2 separate regions of the Rattus norvegicus genome follow, and region 2 is linked to region 1. Evidence: chromatin contacts called from public Hi-C data. All regions are on one chromosome and are shown on one strand. Each heading gives the region's core, a stretch centred on a gene start, on an enhancer-like site or on the middle of the called end of the contact. The rest is flanking DNA. Distances are from core to core; before and after follow the strand shown.

Evidence for each region. Hi-C and Micro-C count contacts between places; a contact is called where the count stands out from the background.
Region 2: a Hi-C map of prefrontal cortex shows a contact between it and region 1, with 3 times the contacts expected there. The contact joins the promoter of Rapgef5 here to the enhancer-like site in region 1. A contact is called at or near these places in 3 of 12 Hi-C or Micro-C datasets (frontal cortex, mammary epithelial cells and prefrontal cortex).

Annotation. Positions count from the first base shown.
Region 1 is chr6:144,487,022-144,493,444 of GRCr8, forward strand. It overlaps LOC120093171, which reads left to right. Exons shown (of 3, transcript XM_063262805.1): 3 at 2,391-6,423. The coding sequence starts at 4,398. The coding sequence ends at 5,660. Among named protein-coding and RNA genes, the nearest start is that of Rapgef5, 98 kb to the right of the region's middle. Within about 2 kb of position 3,345, at least 23 of the 93 cell types and tissues checked have an H3K27ac peak or open chromatin away from gene starts, as enhancers often do. A contact at or near this core is called in prefrontal cortex, where this site is marked.
Region 2 is chr6:144,584,159-144,590,581 of GRCr8, forward strand. Rapgef5 (Rap guanine nucleotide exchange factor 5) reads left to right here and starts at 4,004. Exons shown (of 26, transcript NM_001395143.1): 1 at 4,004-4,309. The coding sequence starts at 4,094.

The sequences.
Region 1 (6,423 bases), core at 2,095-4,594:
GCACACGAAAAGAAGACACACACTTTTGCTCATCCACGATAAAGCATCCGACCCAGCCCGTCCTGAAGCTTGGCCAGTACAGACTGTTGATGCAACTGTGGTTGGCGTAAGAGGCTGGTTTCCAGTTACGGTGCGCTCACCAGCCAGGCCCTACGCTTGTCCAGTGTGCAGCCCCTGCAGCAGGAGCCGCTTTCCTGAGGACGAGTTCCCACAGCAAGCATAGCTTCTACAGTGCTCACCTCTGCAGGGCCCGGTCAGTGCCATTATTCAGTTTTGTTGTAAGTATCCTTAGTAAGATACTGCCCCATGATAGCTTTCTCAAGCAGGCTGATTCACAGAAGGTTTCGTTAGTGCAGTAAATACCACAGTGACTTCTCTGCCCCTCTGTGGGCCATGGCAGCCGTAGAAGATGGATTTTCTGCTCACTCTCTGCTCCCAGGGGTGGGTGACTGTTCTTCATGTCTGCTTGTTTATTGCGTTTTCTGCATGGTTATGGTACAACTTTGTTCGTGTGTGTGTGTGTGTGTGTGTGTGTGTGTGTGTGTGTGTGTATCCAGAATGCACAAGAGTGTCCATAGAAACTCCATTCAGAATCGCTGACATTGTTACTTGTCCAGCTGTTGTGACAACCTAACTGACTGGCAAAGTGACTTAAGGAGGAACAGGTTTGCCTTGACTCAGTTCCAGGAAACATCAGGGCAGGAGGAGCCTCGGGCAGCTGCTCCTATTACAGCCATGGGCAGTCATTCTGGTTCGTTTTATGTCAATTTGACACAAACCAGAGTCCTCAGAGGAGGGAGCCTCAGCTGGGGGGATTAGAAGGAAGTGGGCTTTGATTTACCTGATTGAGGTGGAGAAGAGAGAGGAGCAAGGAGAGACCAGGAGGAGAAGGAGGAAGAATGAGAGCAGAGGAGGAAGCTGCCACGAGGGTGGATGGACCATTAGCACATGGCCAGGAGAAACAGCAAGTATCTGGGCTACACCACTGGGGGAGGTAGCCAGGGCAGCTAAAAGTAACTAGGAGTTCCCCTCCATCCCAGTAATTGTCAAAGCCAAATAAAATAACCACAGTCTGGGTCTCATTTTTTTTTTTTTGTAAGCTAGTTGGGGATAGGTTTAAATTGGTTCTACTACAGAGAAAATGTCTCAGTAAGTTCCATCTGTAGGCAAGCCTATAGAGTATTTTCTTAATTAGCGATTGATGGGGAGGGCCATACCCATGGTGGGTCCTGGGCTTGTGGTCCTGGGTTCCATAAGAAACAGGCTGAGCAAACCATGAAGAGCAAGCCAGCAAGCAGCACCCCTCCATGGCCTCTGCATCAGTTCCTGCCTCCTGGTTCCTGCCCTGCTTGAATACCTGTCCTGACTTCCTTTGATGATGAACAGTGATATGGAAATGCAGACCCAAATAAGCCCTTTCCTCTCTAAACCGCCTTGATTTACGGTGTTTCACATCAGCAATAGAAACCGTAACTAAGACCGTCAGGAAACAGAAAGATGGATTCTGGATTTAGTACAGGCCCCCAGCCACGGAAAAGAACCCACATTTAAGGTGGGCGTCTTTATCACAGTTAACCTGATCTCAAAAGCCCCCCACAGTAAAGTTTATCTCCCGTGTAACTCTAGATCCTTCAAGGAGTTAATCATTATTAAAGATCACAATAGCCAATACTGGGAACCACCCAAAAGGCCAATGGAATAAATGCTGCCCAGAAATGAGGAAGAGGGCTACTTGGGATGAACCTCACAGACACTGTTGAGTGAAAGAAGCAATATAGCATGTCCTCTAAGATTTCACTATGTGAAGTGTATGAGCAGACAAATTCACCACGATCGAAGTCAGAATAATGATTGCACCCAGGGGCAAGGATAGATACTAAGAAAAGAGCACAGGGAGGCTTGGGGGAATATTTGACATGTTATGTTTTGATGGAAGGGTAAATACGTAGACATATATTTAGGTAAGATGGGATGTGACTTAGTGCTAAAGACCCAGGATTCCCAAACTCATGCAAAAGCCAGGTACGCTCACACAGGCAGGTCCGCAACCTCCGCACTGGGGGCAGCAGGAGGCAGGTGTGTCCCTGGAGCTTGCTGACCAGACAGTTCAGCCATAGAGTGAGCTCTGGACTCAGCGAGTCTCTGACTTACATAAGGTGGGGACAGCAGGAGAAAGTGACCTGGGATCGGCCTTTGGCCCACACAAGTACATGTGGAAGCACACACACCTGCACACCTGTTTGCACACAAAGTGACCATTGTGCACGTTGGCGGTATTTGATACTCTAATGAAAAGGCAATACAAACGGAATTGCTAGAGAAAAGCTGTGGGTATAAGCTGTGCAGACAGGATCCGTAACTATTCCCCATGCTCTTGTCCCCCTTAACAGTGCCGACCAGCATGGACAGATCCATTTATACTTCCCCTTGAGGCCGGTGACTAAAACCACAGTCCCTTCGCTATGAGTGTGTGGTGTGTGGGAAGAAAGTGGCCGGTGAAGGGAGCGGCGAAGATCAAGAGACTTTCCCACATATTTAGTCAGTGGTGATGGGTACATCCCACTGTCTCTTCCTGGCCAGGACCCTGTCTGCCCATCGCACATTCAGAGGCTCCCTTCAAACCGGTCTGAGATGAGTAATGGCATGCTTTGTAGAACAGAGCAGAGAGTTTCATTTGAGAAAGCCAACAGAGAATGATTCTGAAGTAATCCCGTCACAGTTGGTTGGCAGCGACACAAATTTCTCCCTCCACTGTTGTCTTACCACAGTGCTGAATACTGCTGGGAGTGTTGGAGGAGCACGTGGGCCAGCTGGGCGCTGTCTGCAGTCACTGCACTTCCAAACAGCAGCGATGTGAAAACTCAGAGTGCTCACTCCTCCTACCTAACCCCCGGCCTTCCTACAGGGACCAAAGGAAGCACAACATGTTGTTCAGGGCTAGTGTCAGGATGAGCAACTGCCACAGAATGGAGGAAGGGACTCTCACCTCCAGAGTCCCTCCTGCTCCTTGAGCACCAGGCAGGGGCTCCCAGGCAGCCACAGAGGCAACCAGGACTCACTGGAACCAGTGCAAGGAACAGTTAGCTTCTGCTTAATCACACAGAATCCCAAGGTGTAAACAGAGGACCCAGCGTAGAGTCCCCCATCTCCGTACTCATTTGGAGAAGAGACAGAGTCATTTGTACTTCTTGTGTATACCTCAATCTTTTAACTGTACTTTTCTCTCGACACGCTTTTCTGGTTTCAATTTCTCTGCTTGCACCCATACTCCACCTTTCTTCTTCTTTTGAGTCCTGAAGACTTCCGGGGCTCTGTTGCCTGCGGCTCCATGTTGGCCTCTGCCAGTAGAGGGCGCTGCCAGGAGACCGTACACAGCTGAGAAAGGGAGGGAAGTTTTATTCCTCTGTGCTGTAACCAAGCCCACTGAGGCAAAGGGAAGCGGAGGGTCCCGGCGGTGTTTGTCTCAGCGGGGACACATCTCACAGAGCTGAGACCAGCAATTCTCTAAGGTCAGCCTCTTCTTTCTTGGCAACCACACCTTGTATTTGAGGGCCAGCGTGCCAGCTACGCTTTCCCGCCAAGTTTTCTCCTCTGCCCTGTACCCACTAGTTCTAAGTCTTCTTCTATTCTCCCTCTGTTCTGTTACTGTCAGCCTTGTCTTCTGACTGATCCCACTGCATGTCCCGTGTGCTGTGGCTAACCCGTAGGGAGCCAGGGCTTTTGGCTCCCGGGGAAGCGCGATATGGTAAACTGGATATATTTCAGTGAATTTGTTTCCATATCCTAGTCAGATTGGCCTGGGATGCGCCATTAGACAGATATCATAAGGCTGGATTTCCTTTCATAGCCCACCTTTGTGTGTTTAAAAAGAAAAGCCCGGGTTGGGGATTTAGCTCAGTGGTAGAGCGCTTGCCTAGGAAGCACAAGGCCCTGGGTTCGGTCCCCAGCTCCGGAAAAAAATAAAATAAATAATGAGACCTTTCTCAATTAAAAAAGAAAAGCCCATTTCTCCTGTCTCCCTCAAGTTATAACTGCATTGTTTAAAGTTGTAGTACATTTGTGGTTTTTAAAATAATTCAACAATCTAGAGAGATTAGTGTGTAAAACCTTAAAAGTGGGAATTTTAAAAATTAAGAATTAAAAAAATTAGGAATTAATTAAAAATTAATTTGGGACCAGGGGAAATGGCTTAGTCAGCTGTATAAACATGATGACTTGAATTTGGATCCCCAGAGCCCACATTAAAGCTAAATTAGGCTGTATTTGACTATAACTCCAAAGGTAGGAAGGCAAAGATAGACTGGGGCCTGGCCAGTTAGCCAGTCTAACCAAAAAATCATGTTCCAGGTTCAGAGAGAGACTCTGTCTCAAAACTGAAATGGCGAACAATAGAGAACATGAATCCCTGGCCTCTGGACAGGCGTGTGTGGTTGTGGACACTCGTACTCACACACATATCTGTATACATACACAGCACACACAGAGAGCACATGCAGAGAGCACACACATACAACACATATACAGCACACACAGAGAGCACACACAGCACACACAGAACACACAGAGAGAGCACACATACAGCACACGCACACATACAACACATACACAGCACACACAGAAAGCACACACACAGCACACAGAGAACACACACAGCACACACACAGAGCACATACACAAACACACACAGACTTACACACACAGCACACACAGAGAACACACAGAGAACACACACACACAGACTCACACACACAGAGCACACACAGAGAGCACACACAGAAAGCACACACACAGCACACACACAGAGCACATACACACACACAGAGAACACACACAGCACATACACACAAACTCACACAAACATACACACAGAGAGAACACATTCACACAGAGAGAACACACACAGCACACACACACACATACAGCACACACACAGAACACACACAGAGCACATACACATTCACACACAGAGACTCTCACACATGCAGAGAGAGCGCACAGCACACACAGAGAGCACACATAGAACACATACACAGAGCACATGCACATGCACACACACAGACTCACACACAGAGCACACACACAGCATACACAGCACACACAGAGAACACACAGAGAGAGCACACATACAGCACACGCACAGAGCACACACACACAACACATACACAGCACACACAGAAAGCATACACACAGCACACAGAGAACACACACACAGCACACACACAGAGCACATACACACACACAGACTCACACACACACAGAGAACACACATAGCACATACACACACATACACACAGACTCACACAAACACACACACAGAGAGAACACATTCACACAGAGAGAACACAACAGCACACACACACATACAGCACACACACACACAGAACACACACAGAGCACATACACATTCACACACAGAGACTCTCACACACACATGCAGAGAGAGAGCACACACACAGCACACACAGAGAGCACACATAGAACACACACAGAGCACATGCACATGCACACACACAGACTCACACACACATAAACACAGAGAACACATTCACACACAGAGAGAACACACACAATACACACACAGAGAGCACATACATATGAACACACATAGATTCACACACACAAACACACACATACGCATAGCACAAACACCAAAAAAGTAAATTAAAATAAATAAAAATCAATTAAATTTGTTTGGGTTATCACTGTGTAGATGATTGTCTGGATGAAGGAAGGAAAGAAGGAAGGAAGGAAGGAAAGAAGGAAGGAAGGAAGGAAAGAAGGAAGGAAGGAAGGAAGGAAGCAGCAGGTAAAAGCAAGAAAGGCCTGAAGTGGAAACTCAAGGGTTCTTTGGAAAGTCAGTTGTGTTGGATGGTGTTTTGCTGGGGCAGACACTCGAAGGAACATTTCACTGGAGCAGACACAAGTGGGAGGATTTCTGCTAAAGCAAGCACATGAAAGGACACGTGATGAAGGACTCTTTGCTACCCACGTGCATGTATTGTTCTGCCTTACACTGCATAGTTGAGCTGCATCTGTCAGGACTCCATAAAGAGAAATGCGCCAAAAAATTTCTGGTGATATGCTGTGCCTTCTTGCCACTTCCTTGGGCTTGGGCCGATTGGCAGAGTGATGTCAGCGGACACAAACTCTCATACTGAGGGAAGACGTGTGCTGAGTATAAATAGGACTCCTCGGAGAGTGACAGAGGCTGAGCTTGGCTTGCTCGCGTGTAGAGCTAGCTGCTCACTGCTTGTTGGTCTCGAGTCTTCACTGCTTCACGGAGAGAGGCACAGCTGAGAACTTCTCCTGGCATTCCTGTTGGCCCTGGTCTCTCCTTCTGAGTTGTGTTATGCCACCGCTCCTGCTATCCCGATACTACTGAACTGGACTGCTAGTCTCTCCTCTTGGGGGAGACAGGTAGAT
Region 2 (6,423 bases), core at 2,754-5,253, 98 kb after region 1:
TGCCTGGCCAGTTAAGGGCTATTTACAGACCTAGTGAAGTCGTCCCCGTGTACTTAACAGGCCGAAGAATCCCTAAGCCTGTTCAAATGCAAGGAAGGAGAGAAACAAACCCATGTCTTCAAGGTCCCACTATAGACTTCAGGCCATGGTCACATTCTCAGAGTATCGTCTGCAGCACCACGGGAAGTGATTTTGTACCCTCTCCCCTGTCTCTTGTCTCATCTCACATCTCAGTCAGTTTTGTGCCACTCCCACAAGAGCTCAGCCCTCATTAAAGTGCAGGTATCTTACTGTCAGGGCCATTTTCCAGTTCTCTAATTTCTCCTCACTACCAAAAGCCTATCTAATTTGTGGCTTCTCACTACAGCCATTTCCACAAGTGTAGCCTTGATGATGTCGTTTCCATACATAAAAATCATCAGCTCTGGTCCCCTAGCCTCCAGGCTGGCTAGTGGTCTTATTTGAGTGCTGTTGGGTTTGCACATGCAGGACCTATTAGTTTTTAAGGTTTCAGTAATACAAAGCCGGGAAGTTTTACTTTAAAAAACCCAGGTTAAGCCTTATTTAGAAAACTGAGTCTGCATACATGAAAGCATTCGATTATTCAGTGAATGTGGTCTACTGCTGCTAAAATACCAAACAAAAGAAAAAAATCTACCCTTGCAGGGTGTATTTCTAGTTTCAGAGAGGCAGCAAGAGACTAAGTCTGTATAATATATAGAATGATTATGTAGAATGTTGGATGGCAGTGAGCTCTGTGAAATGCTGGGGAAGGGCTGCGGTTTTATATCCCACCGTCATAAAAGGCCTCATTGAAATAGTGACATTTGAATGTAAGAAACAGAATGGTCTGGATGAGAGAAACGTAGATCTCCAGAATGGTGCTGTGCCATATTGGATAGCCAGTGGCCATATGCTGCTATCTAAATTTATATAATTTAAATTAAATAAAGTTAAAAACTTACTTCTTCAGTCATGCTTGCCACATTTCAAGTCCTCAGTAACCACAAGTTTCAAAGGACTAGAAAAAAAAAACAACAACAGATCTAGAATATTCTGCAAGTGCTGTAGCATAGCATTGTAGAAGGTTGGTACTCCAGGCCGAAGAACAGGAGTGCTAGAGTGGGCTTGACTGAAAGGAGCGGTGTGAATCTTCTACTTACAGATTCCTGATCTTTCTGATCGTGTGTGTGTGTGTGTGTGTGTGTGTGTGTGTGTGTGTGTGTGTTTGTATGTGTATCCACGTGTGTGCAAATGCACGTGTGGTAGGTGCACATCTTTGTGTGTGTGCATGCATGTGGAGGCCAACCTTGGATGCTACTTCTCAGGTTCTTTTCATACTTGGTTTTGGTTTTGTTTGTTTGTTTTGTTTTTAAATATAGGGTCTCTGACTTGCCTGAGCTTGTCCCTTTAGATAATGCTAGCTGGCCACCAATCTCTAGGGATCTACTTGTCTTCACTCTTCAGCCCTGAGATCAAAAGAGAACACTACATAACACTACATATACTCTTTTCTTCTTCTTCTTCTTCTTCTTCTTCTTCTTCTTCTTCTTCTTCTTCTTCTTCTTCTTCTTCTTCTTCTTCTTCTTCTTCTTCTTTTTTTCGGAGCTGGGGACCGAACCCAGGGCCTTGCGCTTCCTAGGTAAGCGCTCTACCACTGAGCTAAATCCCCAGCCCCTTTCTTCTTCTTCTTCTTCTTCTTCTTCTTCTTCTTCTTCTTCTTCTTCTTCTTCTTCTTCTTCTTCTTCTTCTTCTTCTTCTTCTTCTTCTTCTTCTCTATTTCTTCTTTATTTCTTCTTCTTCCTCTTCCTCTTCCTCCTCTTCCTCTTCCTCATCCTCCTTTCCTCCTCCTCCTCCTCCTCCTCTTCCTCCTCCCCCCCTCCTCTTCTTGTTTGTTTGCTTCTGGGCATAGTTTCTTCTGTTCTAACTTGGGTCCTTGGGCTTGCAAGGCAATCACCTTAGCAGACAAGCTACCTTCACTGTTCCTACCTGTTTGCCGAGGATATGGGCCTTTATTATTTATTATTTTAACCTAAGCAGACTTTTCAAAAGTCCTTTACTGATGTTGTGCATTAGATAGCATGTCATAGTTGATTCTATAGAATCTATGGTATAAATTTCAAACTCCTAAGTCTTATATTGAAAACTGTGAATCTGGGCTTTGTAGTGCAGGCCTGTAACCCTAGCACTTGGAAGACAGAGAAAGGTTGCCAAGAGTTCAATGTGATCCTCGGCTGCATAGGGTGCTTCAGGTCAGTCTGGGCTACTTGAGACTCTCTCTCTCTCTCTCTCTCTCTCTCTCTCTCTCTCAAAAAAAAAAAAAAAAAAAAAAAAACAACAACCAAAAAGCCAAAGGAAGGGAAGCTGCCTTTAAGAACATGTGTGAAGACCAAGAATGTCAACTAGGAGATGTGATCTCTTCTGTAGCAGAGTGAATTCATAGATAATTCAAATGCTACTTCTCAGGGACTGTATGGCTGGCAGATGACTGTTAACTAGGAGTGTCCTGGTGCTCCTGTGAACCAGGTACCAACCCCTCAGCTGGCACGTCAGGGGCAGTTTGAAATAGGTAATGTCTGAGAACTCAAGGTAATGAATGACTGAGTATTTTAACCTAAACGTCAGAGTCTGATGTTGGATACAGATGTAGAGCTTCATTCTTGGATAAATCTGCACCACAGACATCTGGACACCATAACGGACTATAAAGTTCCTTACTGACTCCTCAGTTAAATGTCCATGGGTTAGGTGACAAAATTTAAGTCCTTTGAGGTAAGTCAACAACACCAATTCTACCCCCCCCCACTTCTTCATTATGAATCACCTTTCTCTAACAGGACATATTCTTCATGTCCAACCGCTCTCTCTGGCTCTATGTGAGCCACCTAAGAGTTGGAAATCACAATTTCAAGTCTCCTTGCTTGAAGGGCCCTAAGCTTTAAGACATTGTGTAAACTTCCTTCCTTCTCTGGCTTAGGTTGCTCTTCCCAGGAGATTTTAGTATTCACGTTCACTTGACAATTAGCAAGAGTTTAGGCACTACCTGATTTCCTCTCAGTATTTATCTACACAAGGCTGAATTTCCCTTTTCTTAAGGGCAGATCTTCACGTTACCTACTCGGCCTCATTTCCGTGCACACTTGGCCAAGCATCTGCTGTGTGAGAGGTACAGTAGTAACCTTGACTCCAAATTCTTACTTGTCATTTTAAAAACTGTAAACGTGAACAAGGGTTTTCGGATCTTAGGGGTCACAGGCAAAGAGTGGGTCTCAGGGTTCTGGTGCTGAGGAGTCAAAGGCCGTGGTGACGATTCACCGCCCCTTGGAGTTGAAGGCCTTCCTGGAATGGTTTCCACTCGGCGCTCCGCAATTCCTACCTCCTGGAATTGTATAAGCAGTGATTCACACCGCGCTAAGCCTTTGCAGTTTAGGAAGAACATTCATCACACACAGAAGGCTTCCAGGGAGGTCAGGTTCCAACATGTTAACAGAGATTCACCTTCGGGCCACCAGACTTGCACCTATTTTGCTGAGCACCCATCAAAAACAACTAGTTTTCTCTGCTCCCCCTTTCACGAGGAGCGTGCTCACAGGGTCACTGGGGTGGGGGGTGGGGCAATGATGTCCCAAGAAGTCCATTCTGCACAGTTTCTAGAATAAGAACTGTGCTGTGGGACTAGGCTAAGCGCGGGAGGGAGGAGGACCTCTTAGCCTTCTGGGTCGCAGTCCAGGACACTCCTGGCTGAAGCAAAGAGCCTTTTTAGTCTCTGGGGGGATGGGCCCGGAGGTGGTTGCTGGGACTGGCGCACCTGTGCAGGCTGGGAGCATGCGGCGCTCCCGGGCCCCTTCCGAGGGCGGTGGGAGTGTCTGGGCCGCCCAGAGGTGAGTGGCGGGGCGGGGCGGGGAGCACCTGGGCGGGGCCGGGGCGGTGCGCGGGGCCGAGGCTCCCGGCCCGGCGCGCGCCAATGGGCAGCGGCTGGTAGCGCGTCCCGCGCCCGAGCCGCAGTCTCGCCCTCTCGCTGCCTTGCGAAGGCGCGGAGGCGAGCGCGGAGGAGAGCAGCCTCGGGCGCCGCCGCAACCGTCAGGGCATCAGGATGGCGGTGGGCTCTGTCAAGATGCAGCCGCCGTGCGAGAGCCCGGCCCTGGCTTCGGCGGCCCCGGCCGAGGGGCCCCTGCGCCGCAGCCCGAGCGCCCGGGAGCCGGAGCGCGAGCCGACCGCCGCGTCTCTGCGGCCGCGCCTCAGGGACCTGCCTGCGCTGCTGCGGAGCGGGCTCACGCTGCGGAGGAAGCGGAGCGCCGCCGGGGCCCGGGTGAGTGGCCGGGGCGCGCACGTGGAGCCCTCGGCCGCCCGGCGGGCCCGCCACGCCGTGGCTGGAAGTTGGGGAGGTGGCGGGACTCCTCTGGAGAGGGACTCGGGACGGCTGGGTTAGGGGGCGCCCCTCGGTCTGCGACGGCCACCCTTCCCCCTCAGATGCACCTGAGCGAACCGGGGCGCCCGGACATCACTGGAAGAAGGGCTGTTTGCTGCTTTCTGTGGGGAAGCTGCAGGTGTCCCGTGACTAAGTCAGTCAGCCCCGTCCCACAGAAAGTCTCAGGCCTCCAGCGGGTCCTGTTTGCAGGTGGCCTGCGACGTGCTTGCTTGTTTTGGAAGACTCATAGCAATGTCTGTGCGTCCGGACTGCCCTGGCAGCCGCCACTGCTGAGGGGGAGACTTAGGAGTTGGAAGAGCTTGGGTGAGCTTTTAGCTCCTGAGTTCCATCACTGGGAGCACTCAGTACTCCGGGACGCCCCCTAGAGCGGGAGAGGGTCGGACCCCCGGGAATCTCAAATAGCGACTTTCAGATTGTGTGTTCAGATATGACTTCCTGGTGAAGGAGCATTCCTTGTGTTCTAAATGCATCTCACGACCTGAGCAGGCCAGGCTTTTTTTTTTTTTTTTTTTTTTTTTATGTTAAAAGGAGGGGTTACTTGTCATCCTGGGTATCTTTAAGCCACTCAGAATGCACCAGTAAGCTCTCACTCACTTTTCCTACTCAGCAGATCAGGTTACAATCGTACATCCTTGGTACATCCTACTTATAATTTTTTTATCATTATGTAGTATTTACAACAATTTAGATGATTTTTTGACTAGAAGTCTTAGTTATTTGACTTGAAAGGAGACAGTAGCTGGAGACTCACAGCTCCTGCGACATTCATTGGTTTGCAGAAATATAAGGGCTGGAGAAGCATTTGCTCTGTTGTGGCTTCCAGTGGATTGGAAAAGCTCTGACTTGCTACAGTTCTTGTTCTCCAGTCTGTTTCCCCTTTCCTATGCATTTTCTTCTTCCAGACCACTTTAAAGGATTGTTCTTAGGATTCTCTTGTGCCATTATATAATTTTTAATGCAGCCACCAGAAAAGTTTCAGAATTGCCCACACAGTAATCTTTTTTTTTTTTTTAAATTCACGTTACATTCTGTTCACTGCCCCTCTTGCGGTCATCCCCTCCCACAATACTTTCCCTTCTCTGAGTGGGTGGGGCCCGTATCACACACCCCCTTCCTCATATCAAGTTTCTGCAGGGCTAGGCATATTCTCTCCCACTGAGGCCAGACAAGGCAGTCCAGCTAGAAGAATATATCCCATGGAAAGGCAATAGCTTTTGGGATAGCCTTCACTCCAGTTGTTTGGGACCCAGGTGAAGTCCAAGCTGCACACGTTCTCCCTATGTTCAAGGAGGCCTAACTCCAGCCCATGTGTGTTCTTTGGTTAATGGTTCAGTCTCTGAGAGCTTCAAGGGTCCAGGTTAGTTGACTTTCTTGGTCTTCCTGTGGAGTTCCTATCCCCTTGAGGACCTCAATTCTTCGCCAAGAGTCCTCAAGTTCTATCCACTCCACACAGTAGTCTTGATGTGTGGCATACAGGATTGCTTCCAAAGAAAGGCAGGAAGTATGTCCTCAAGATAGAGTGGGTAAATAAACACAAGATCCAGAATTATAGACTTTGCAAGAATCTAGGGGGAAGTAGGTCAAATTGTGTTCCTGTTATCCTTGACAGTTACTTTTCCACAGCACAGAATACTGAAGACATGGGCAGCCTGGCAGTCTGTGACAGGAATTGTCCAAATTTCTGCATAGATCCATCCGCTGTGTTCATCTACAAGGGGACTCTAGTTTCTTGCTGCCTGGGATGATGATGTTTGCTCTGTCAGTGTGCAGACTGGCCCTCATTTCCAAACTACCCCGTATATGGGCCCTTCAAATAACCTACTTTAATAATTCTTCTATTATGGTACAACATATTAGTTCTTTAAGAGCTTAAATGAATGTCTCTCTTAAAAGATCAAGTGTCAAGCTTTTCACTGTTGGAAACTCCCACTTTACATCAACTTCTCCCTACATCTGCTTTGGGGGAGACTATTTTAGTTTGCTTTCTGTTGCTG